Regions from separate parts of the Zea mays genome. Here all the other regions are linked to region 3. Evidence: chromatin contacts called from public Hi-C data. All regions are on one chromosome and are shown on one strand. Each heading gives the region's core, a stretch centred on a gene start, on an enhancer-like site or on the middle of the called end of the contact. The rest is flanking DNA. Distances are from core to core; before and after follow the strand shown. Region 1 holds the start of LOC103652911 (berberine bridge enzyme-like 8). Region 2 holds the start of LOC103652908 (translation initiation factor IF-2). Region 3 holds the start of LOC100277266.

Region 1 (3,510 bases), core at 559-3,058, 240 kb after region 3:
AAACTAAAAGAATATTTTAATTTCCATAAATAGCATGTAAGAACAAAAATAAAATAAAATAGAGAGACCAAATATTAGTTACTAAAACCAAACAACTTGACGCCACTGGGAATCCTCCCAAAACAATGCATATCAAGATGCAAATGTCAACGCGCTATGGCCTAAAAAATGTCTACTTGGGAAGTGGCGGTATGCTCTGCTCGTTCCTGAAGTAGTCAGTGGGATCCACTGCCGCCTTCACTGCCGCCAGCCGCCGGTAGTTCCCCATGAAGTATCTCTCCGCCCACGCCCTGGCGCTCCAGTACGATGACAAGCCGTCGCTGCCGATGACGTTCTGGCCCATATCCAGGTCGCGGTAGTTGGCGAACGCCTCCCTGGGATTGCTGGTGACGAACTGCGCCATGAAGCCGTAGAGGCCGTTGAGCCACCCAAGCGCCGCCGCCGCCTCCGTGCCGTTGGCACCGCAGCACCAGTTGGAGCCGTACTGGATGTTGAACAGCACGCCCCTGCGGTGCGGGTACGGCGAGGTGGTCATCGTGTTGGCGCCGCCGACCGCCGCGCCGTGCGGCTCCAGGATGATCTGCCCGTTGCCGTTCTGGGAGAGCCACTGCTGGTACAGGCTGTCCCACCCGGCCTTGCCGACGGCGCGGCGCACGTAATCCGACTTGCTCTTGAAGTAGTAGTTGCCCACGTTGTTGGTTCGGTTCAGGAGCGCCTCCACCGGCGTGTCGGTGTTGCCGAAGTAGATGAACGCCATCGCGCGCAGCCAGCTCATCTCGTGGCAGTCGGCCGCCGTGGTGCCGAGCTCCGGGAAGAGGCCGCGCATCGTGTTGAGGAGGTCCGAGCACCCGCCGAGGAAGAGCGTCTGGAAGAAGGCCTGCCTGTACTGCAGGACGACCCGGATGGTGAGGTCCGGGAGGACTGGCGGCTGGAGGATGGTCGTCTCCCACTTGGCGACGAGGTCGGCGGCGCCCTGCTCCATGGTCCTGAGGACGTTGACCACCGTCACCGTCGGCGGGACCTTAGACAGCTTCAGCCGCCACGCCACCACGACGCCGAAGGTCTCGCCGCCGCCGCCCCGGATGGCCCAGAAGAGGTCATCCCCCATGGCGAACCTGTCGAGGACGTCGCCGTTGGCGTTGACGATCCTGGCGTCGACGACGTTGTCGCCCCCGACGCCGTACTTGCGCATCATGAGACCGATGCCGCCGCCGCTGATGAAGCCGCTGACGCCGACCGTCGCGCACGCGCCGCCCGGGAACAGGAACCCCGGGTTGGTCGTGCCCACGGCGTAGTACAGCTCGCCCAGCGTTGTGCCGGCGTCCACCCACGCGCTGTCGTCCCCGGGGCGCACCTGCACGCCGCGGAGCCTGGCTAGGTCCAGCACCGCGAACACCTCGGGCTGGACGGAGCGGTAGGAGAGGCCCTCGTAGTCGTGCCCACCGCTGCGCACGCGGAGGCGCACACCGTTCCAGCGGCCGCAGCGCACGGCGGTCTGGACGTGGGAGACGTCGGACGCCGTGATGATGCACAACGGCCTCACCGTGGTGTTGGTCACGAACTTGGGGTTCTGCACGGAGGACTGCAGCACGGAAGTGAAGCTGCTCGAGCTCTGCTGGTACACCAGCTCGCTCGGCATCATCGCCGACAGGCATTGCAGGAAGGAATCGGAGGAAGCTGAGCAAGGTAGCAGCGAGGTATTGCAACACAACATGCACAGGATGAGAACTACTACAGCTTTCCTTCCGGATGCAGCCATTGTTGACCGATGGTATTGCTGCATGCTTCGTTCTATTGGTTGCATTGGTTCTATATATAGCAGTGTGCCAAGTGTACTATATAGGTCTAGAGCCTTTCACACATGAAGTTCATCTATATAAAATTGGTCGCATTCGTTCTGATGGATCCAGCCTGTCTTTCTATCTTACATTATGAATCCAGAGCGTGCAAATTGCTGTCTTTAATTTCTACCATAGCAGTGCATGGTAGAATACGAGCTGGCCGGGCAAATTGCTTGAGCTCTACTTGAGTATTCAAAAACGATATTTAAATATAAGAACTGTAGAGAACGTAATAAAACAGTTTTTCATTAAATATACTTACATAAATTTAGTAAACATTATATTGTTACTTGTTATTGTCAACGAATCACTATATATTAATCGTATGGACGATAGCGTACGACAGAAAATAAAGTGTTCTACAATCTCTAGGATACTACTAGGGATGGTAATGGGTACGGGTATAGATAAATAACCACAGATAATTATTCATTGGATATATGAGTATGATGAAATTTGGTATCCACAGGTACGGTTATAGATATAATAAGGTATCCGCGGATAATTTTTTCGCGGGTATGGATATCCAGTATTCATACCTGTTACCCAATGTATATCTGACATGTGAGCCATCTGGATTTAATATATTATCTTAAATTCTTATTTTTTTAAATTTTTATCCATGACATGTTGTTTGGTGCTGAAATTATCATTTAATGTTGTTGGAATGATAATTGTTTTTGAAATGTGATAAAATTGTTGTTTGATATTGAATGCTAAAATTGTAGTGGACGGACGGGTAACATCCATCGGATAGCGGATACCCGATGGATACGGTATGGACCACGAACGTTTATGGATACAGATATGTATTAAGTTTTGTCTCGCGGGTATGGATTCGCGAACTATATATCCACCATATTATCATCCCTAGATACTAGTGTACTACAAGATAGAGTGAGTAGATCATTGTCGGTGTTTCGAAACCCGGAGGGTCCCTGGACCGACAAGTGAATTGTCGCCGCGTGCCCCAGCCCAGATGGGTCGGCGCGAGGCGGAACGCGAAGGGGGGAGAAGCAGCCGGAGGGAGACAGGCGTGGGAGGTGGAACCCGCGGCCTTCGTGTTAGCCCCGTGCCCAGGTCGGGTGCGCTTGCAGTAGGGGGTTACAAGCGTACACGCGGGAGGGAGCGAGCGGCCTTGCGCGAGCGCCGTCCCGTCCTTCCCCGCGCGGCCAACCCTCTGTAAGAGGGCCCTGGACCTCCCTTTTATAGGCGTAAGGAGAGGATCCAGGTGTACAATGGGGGGTGTAGCAGTGTGCTAACGTGTCTAGCGGAGGAGAGCTAGCGCCCTAAGTACATGCCATCGTGGCAGCCGGAGAGGTTTTGGCACCCAGTTCGTGTGGTGTCGTGGCCGTCGGAGGAGCGCTGGAGCCTGGCGGAGGGACAGCTGCCGGGGCTGTCGAGTCCTTGCTGACGTCCTCTTGCTTCCGTAAGGGGGCTGAGAGCCGCCGTCGTTATAAAGCGTGCGGGGCGCCATCATTACTCGCATAGTGGAGCGAGCCAGATGGGACGCTGGTCTTGTTCCCCGTAGCCTGAGTCAGCTCGGGGTAGGGTAATGATGGCGCCTCCTGTCGACGTGGTCGGTCCGTGCCCTAGGTTGGGCGAGGTGGAGGCTCCTTCGAGGTCGAGGTCGAGTCTGTATTCCAAGGTCGAGGTCGAGTCCGAGCCC
Region 2 (3,136 bases), core at 473-2,972, 130 kb before region 3:
GCGAACAGTACATCGACAACTCAGTAAAGAGAGTTTAGCGAACAGTACATCAGCAACGGTTCCTTTGCCGAGTACTTTTTATCCGACACTTGGCAAAGGCTTTGCCGAGTGTCCCTCGATACTCCACAAAGAAAAGCCGTCGTCACGGCGACCAGTATCAGAGACGACGCTTTTGCCGAGTGTTTGGCACTCGGCACATGTTTTATTTGCCGAGTGTATTTCTGTGCCGAGAGCCCTGCTCTCGGTAAACGCGGTCGTTAGATACCGAGAGCAGAACTTTGCCGAGTGTCCGACAAAAAAACAACCGGCAAAGAGCCGGATTCCGGTAGTGAGGCACAATCACCATATCCATGTCTGAGAAATATTTGTTCAGGTAGAATCTGCACCAATGATCTGATCTCCATCCATCTCATCTTTTGAAGGCAGTTTGCACAATGGCCATTGCTCACGAGCATAAGCAGTGCTGGTTAGCGTTGCTAAACTTTTTTACAAAAACCGGTTACTGGCTAACCATGCATTTTTTTACATGTAATTAACACACATCTCATACAATTTATATAACTCAGAAAGTCTACAAAAAGTACTAGTAAAACACAGAACTGGCTGATCATCAATGCACCTTCTTGGAGAAGAGCCCCTTGATGCCGAACAGCCCGCCGCCGCCGCGGGCGGCGCCGACGTCCGCGCGCCGGCAGCTGACCTGGTGCCGGTATCCGATGCAGGAGTTCACGCTCAAGTTCAAGCCGCGGACGCCGCTGCCAAGGCCAGGCTTCCGAGCAGCGCTGGCCGGTTTCTCCTTGTGCCGCGGCGGCGGCGCCCGCCTGTCGGTGAACGGCTCTGAGGCTGAAGGGGCGGAGGTGGGGACGGGTGCAGGCTTGGCAGCCGGTCGCCGGATCTGCCAGACCGGGCTGGATCGGCCCACCGCCACGCCACCGCCGCCGGAGCGGCCCGGGCTCGCCACCCACCGCCGGAGCGGGGGCGCGCCGGCCTCGCCGCGGGAGTTGCTGCGCGAGCACGGCGCGCTGCTGACCTTCCGAGCGGGCGGCCGCGGCTTGGACGTGCCGGACCCGGACCCGGACCCGCCGCCGGCCGAGCGGCTCCGCGAGAAGGGCCAGATGTTGATGTTCAGCTCGGAGCCCGCGCCGTTGGAGTGGGAGTGCCCGCCCTGTTTCCGGTTCCCGGCGCCGTCCTTGCGCTTCTCCCTCTCCTTGTCCCGGTCCTTCTCCTCGGCTCCCGGCGCCGGCTTCTTGGAAAAGATGTCGGTCCAGCGCTTGGACCCTCCTCCTCCTCCTCCGGTGGCGGTGGGCAGAGCTGTGGAAGTGATCGAGGCCGGAGGCGGCGAGACGGTCGCGAGAAGGAACGCCTCTCCTGGCTCCGGCTCCGGCTCCGCGACGGGCACGCATTGGCTGATGCCGCTGCCAATGTTACTTGATGCGGGTTTCGGTGTGAGGACGGGGAGCGGGAGGAGTACCCCGCCGGCAAAGAGCTCGTCGGCGCAGGAGGGCGAGGCGGCGGGGTTGGGGTGGAGCGGCCAGAACTCGAACTCCGGGGAGGAGGACGCGCTGCTGCTCCTCCTCGCCTCGGCGGCGTCCATGGCTGCCTGAGAGTTGGATGAGCTGCCTGCTTGCTCCGATTGGATTGCTTCGGCTCCCTGCGAGGTGGTGGAAAAGGGAGGAGGGGGGCGGAGAGGAATGTGTGGAGGTGGCAGCGCGCGGCTTTTGTATGGGTGGATACGCGAGCCAGATGAACTGACGAGGGCCATTAAAAGAGGAGAGCACATGGGTAGGTAGGCCCCACGAACACCATCCCAATGCTGCCAAGATATATTAATTTGGTGGGACCCGCGGAGGGTGGTGGGGCCACTCGCCGGTGGCAGGGAAGTAACTAGTTTTTTTAATCTGCATTCTTTTTGCTCATTTAGAATCAGAATTTTATTATTTCTAACTTTTTTCTCAAAGTGGAGAACCTAGGGTCGATCGACTTCAACCAGACTTTCTAGGGCAGATTAACAACATTCTATAATTAAATATTTTTAACATTGAGCTAAACAGGAGGTTAAAAATATAACTTGAAGTAAAATGGTAAATCTGTAAGGTTTGCACCTATATATATGTCCAATAAGCACGAGGCCCGTGAGCCCGGCACGAAGCCCGTTGTTTGGGCCCGGTCCGAGCCGGCACGGTCCGGTTCTATGCGGGCCCGGGCCGGCCTGGCACGAATAAGCGGGCCGGGCTCGGACAAGAAACTAGGCACGGTGGGCTAGCCCGGCACGGGCCGTTTACCTCTAAGCTCGTTAAGCCCGATTTTACACTAAAACGTACTTACCGGCCCGTATAGCCCGTTTTTCGGCCCGTTTTTTCGTGCTAAACGGGTCGGGCCGGCCCGGTTTTCTAACCGTGCCTGGCGGGCCGGGCCCAAAACGGGTCGGGCTTCACCGGGCCCGGGCCGGGCCGGGCGGCCCATTTGGACATCTCTATTTGCACCCTTAGACATATTGCATAGGTGTAGGATCTAGCGTCGCCTTTGTCACTCCGGCGAGGTGAGCGCGAACCCCTCATAATCAACACCACGGTTCCTCCATAATTTTCACGTAGAGCTCGATAGAGACAACACCCGAGTCATCTAGGAGATGGCAACCTCCAAGAGTAACAAGTCAATGACGCTTGCCCGGTGTACCACCTAGTGCCTCAAAAGATCACAAAGGATGCAAATGCACTAAAACCTCCCAATCACTCACAAGAATACAATCTCAAGCAACGAGTGTGAGAGTTTGAATTAGAGGATCACAAATGAGCTCAATGTGTGCTAAGAGTGGCCAAGTGAGCCCTCACACACGAGCTCCACTTTTATTTATAGCCCTCAACTCAAACCTAGTCGTTATGTGCAACTAGCACATGTTCTGCGCACGCGCGGACGGTCCGCACCCTATGGTCGGACGTTCCCCCGTACCAGTAACGACTATAAAGACCGTTTGAAACATGTCAGTGCTGTCAGAAAAAGTCAAGCCCGGACGGTCCGCCCGCCTAGGCTGGATGGTCTGGGACCTGTAAATATGAACTACCAGACCACTTACCAATTTAAACAACCCGGGCGAACTGTCCGACAAGTAGACATGGCCAAATGGGCGGCCCGGCCT
Region 3 (3,139 bases), core at 91-2,590:
CTCCCTCTCCTATCTTCTACACATTCATATAGCTATTCAACCAAATAGATAACGAAGTGGCAACTAAATAAAAAATGGAGAGGCTCTATTCTGTTTGCTAAACACGGAATAGAACAACTCTATTATAAAAAAACTAGAATGGAGCCGTTCCATTTTAGTTGACTCTCCAGCAAAGTTTCGGTGAAACGTCAACTTCTGTAGAATACCATACACAGTGCAAAAGACGACGATGAAGCGAGGTACTCCCTCACTTTTAAATTGCAAGTCATTCCGATTTAGTCAGAGAATGAAAACATCTCAAATTAGATTAAATTTATATAATAAAAGTGTAACATTTATAGTACCAATTAAGTATCATTAGGTCCTTTACCAATTATATTTTCATCCTACGTTCACCGCCTATTTGATGTTGTAAATCCCTGCAATTCGATCTCTCAGCAACTTCGATCAAACCTAAGATATGCTTTGGCTCTTTAAGAAAATTAGAATGCCTTGTAATTTAAAACCGAGGGAATAGTTGCTGAGGGTGATGCGACTTTGAAAATAGAAGCGGCCTTTGGAAAAAGAAAGGAAAAAACAACAACAAATTGAACCAACCTTTGAAAAGCTGACCAAATTAATTGAATACGATTATTAGCGGATCTGGCAAAAAAGAATTCCAGAACTTGAGACCATGATAATAAAAAAACATGACATATGTATTATTAATGGCCATCTATCAGAAGCATGCTCATAAGGGATTAATTGGATATACTGTATCTGGACTCGAGGATGTCGTTGATAAAGTAGTAGCTAAATAAATCAACATACAGCTAGCAAGCAGATGGAGATGAACATGTAAATGTATATAGTAGTATATGCCTCCGCACCACGCAGTACCTAATCCAGCCACCCAGATTGATGTCAAATAAAGCCAGGCCGGGCCGGGCCGCCGCGCGCCAGCAGCTAGCCTCGCTCAGCCCGGCGGCGACGACGGGCGACTAGCTAGCCGAGGTAAATGTGGACGCCGACGGCGAGGAGGAAGATGGCGAGGAGGGCGAAGTAGATGACGGCGTGGATGAGGATGGAGAGGCCGCTGGTCTGGAAGTTGCCGAACTCGATGATCCGGCCCTTGCCGGGGATCTGGAAGAGCAGGCCCGGGGAGAGCAGGATGAAGAGCACCAGCCCGATCAGCACCGGCCCCCAGTCCGCCATGCCGAGATCGATCGGTCGGTCGATGAGCGAAGCACAGCACACTCTCGGCAGCTCTGTGGCGCGGTGGTGGTGGGTGGTGGTGTGTGCTAGGCTGCTATAGCTACCTCTTGCTCCTCTTGTTGGTTCGGTGTGGTAGGGAGAGTGTTGTAGGACCAGTGGAGAGAACGTGCGTTGCGTGACGCGATATATAGCGTAGTGGCATTTTGCTGAGGGCCGAACGGATGGAAGGTTGGGTTCATCTGACTCATGTTGTCTGTCCATGCTGCGTGGGTAATGCTGGTGTGGGTGGCTTCTCGCTTGCCCCTGTCGATTAAAGCCGCGTGGTTTATTTTCTTTAGGACTAATTTGATGACAAGAGAATTAAGGTCTTGTTCGTTGGTGCCGAATTAATGGGTCGAAACAATTCCTAACCGTTACTAGCTTACTTGGACCTTTCGTTCACCGTTAAAATTCCATCATCAGGGAAGCAAGATAGATGTATGTGACACTTGTCACGTCTCTCTCTGACGCAGACATAGTGACTAACTAAATCGAATGTGTTCAGTAGGGTCGAGATGATGGATTTTTGGTTTATCACGGTAGTGATAAATAGCGCTACCACACACTCACGCGCACAACTCCTAAACACTGTCCAGCAAAATAACGTCTAACTTTCATAAATTGTGACACAAAGGAGAAACTATGAACTTTCATAAATAGGGTCACTTTTCTCCCCTTTTTAGGTGCTACCTTTTGGTGATACGTGTGACTGTATATCCTTCTCAATGTTGAGTGAGCCTGTTCTCTTGTCTTTAATCAGTACCAACTTTTACTTATTATATAATGTCTTTGTCTTTATAAATTACAGCTGTATCAGTCCGAACAACGGATTTGAATACGAATCCAACAACCTAAGTTTTCCAAGTAATACATCGTTATCTTCTACCAAGTGTGACCTTGTCAATTGCATGGTGGTTTTACGTGGGTCGAAAGAGAGGTGTCACATCAGTCATCCTAGTTCGTCTTTTTCCCATGGAATCGGCTTTCAGGTGCATTATAGTCCCTTTCAATCTAGCAACCAACGAAAGGCGCTTCTTTTCATTTTGATTCCATTCACCTAACCTGTACAGCACAACCACTATTTACTATTGAATTCTCGCTGTTTTACTTTTTATTAATCTAAGACTCCTAAGTTCTCTTAAGTTTTAACCTCCAAATCTCTCTCTCTCTCTCTCTCTTTATATATATATATATATATATATATATATATATATATATATATATATATATATATATATATATATATATATATATATATATATATATATATACACACACACACGAGCCAAGCCTGGTCGCATCGAATGGGCCGATCCAGGCGGCCCGTATTTATGCACTGCATTTACGCAAGTGTAATAGTTAGTACAGAAATGCGTAACCAAACGTGGGCCATTTGTCCGAACGTGGGCCGGTGACGTGTAACCCGAAAATTGGGGAAGCACATTTAAACAGACAATTACGATATCATAAATCTATGTATAAATTGCATAACTGGCTGTTACGCCCACCATCAGCGCGCCCACGATCCTAGAATTCAGCGGATAAAGGATATGCGCCATGAATATCGCGTCCACGATAATGGATATGCGCATGATCAAGAGGAAATATTCATAGGCTTCCAAAAAAGGTAGACAGTACGAATCATTGGTTAGGGCGTGGCTGGCTGAAGGGCGTAACCTGATCTGGAAGATGGCGGCGCCACGGGGAAACGAGTCAATCAGTGAGTATACGACACCGACATCAGTTCATCGAACAAATCCATGCTTGGATATCGTAACAATGGTGCAGGAAGAACAACAAGGAGAGAACCAGTTTACCTCAGATGCAAGTGCGCATATGCAAACAACTATTGCTGTAGAGGCAATTACTCCACCAGCAGCTTTGAGGGCCCCGGGAGTTGATGATC

The links. A called contact is a pair of places that touch in the nucleus more often than the background predicts.
Region 1: a Hi-C map of ear shows a contact between it and region 3, with 2.0 times the contacts expected there. The contact joins the promoter of LOC103652911 here to the promoter of LOC100277266 in region 3. A contact is called at or near these places in 1 of 25 Hi-C or Micro-C datasets (ear) and 1 of 3 datasets of contacts at active chromatin or transcription factors (leaf).
Region 2: a Hi-C map of endosperm shows a contact between it and region 3, with 1.8 times the contacts expected there. The contact joins the promoter of LOC103652908 here to the promoter of LOC100277266 in region 3. A contact is called at or near these places in 3 of 25 Hi-C or Micro-C datasets (endosperm, leaf and tassel).

Annotation. Positions count from the first base shown.
Region 1 is chr4:19,444,223-19,447,732 of Zm-B73-REFERENCE-NAM-5.0, forward strand. It overlaps LOC103652911 (berberine bridge enzyme-like 8), which reads right to left and starts at 1,809. Exons shown (of 1, transcript XM_008679903.2): 1 at 1-1,809. The coding sequence starts at 1,804. The coding sequence ends at 173.
Region 2 is chr4:19,073,422-19,076,557 of Zm-B73-REFERENCE-NAM-5.0, forward strand. It overlaps LOC103652908 (translation initiation factor IF-2), which reads right to left and starts at 1,723. Exons shown (of 1, transcript XM_008679901.3): 1 at 356-1,723. The coding sequence starts at 1,594. The coding sequence ends at 611.
Region 3 is chr4:19,204,926-19,208,064 of Zm-B73-REFERENCE-NAM-5.0, forward strand. It overlaps LOC100277266, which reads right to left and starts at 1,341. Exons shown (of 1, transcript NM_001320299.1): 1 at 681-1,341. The coding sequence starts at 1,194. The coding sequence ends at 985.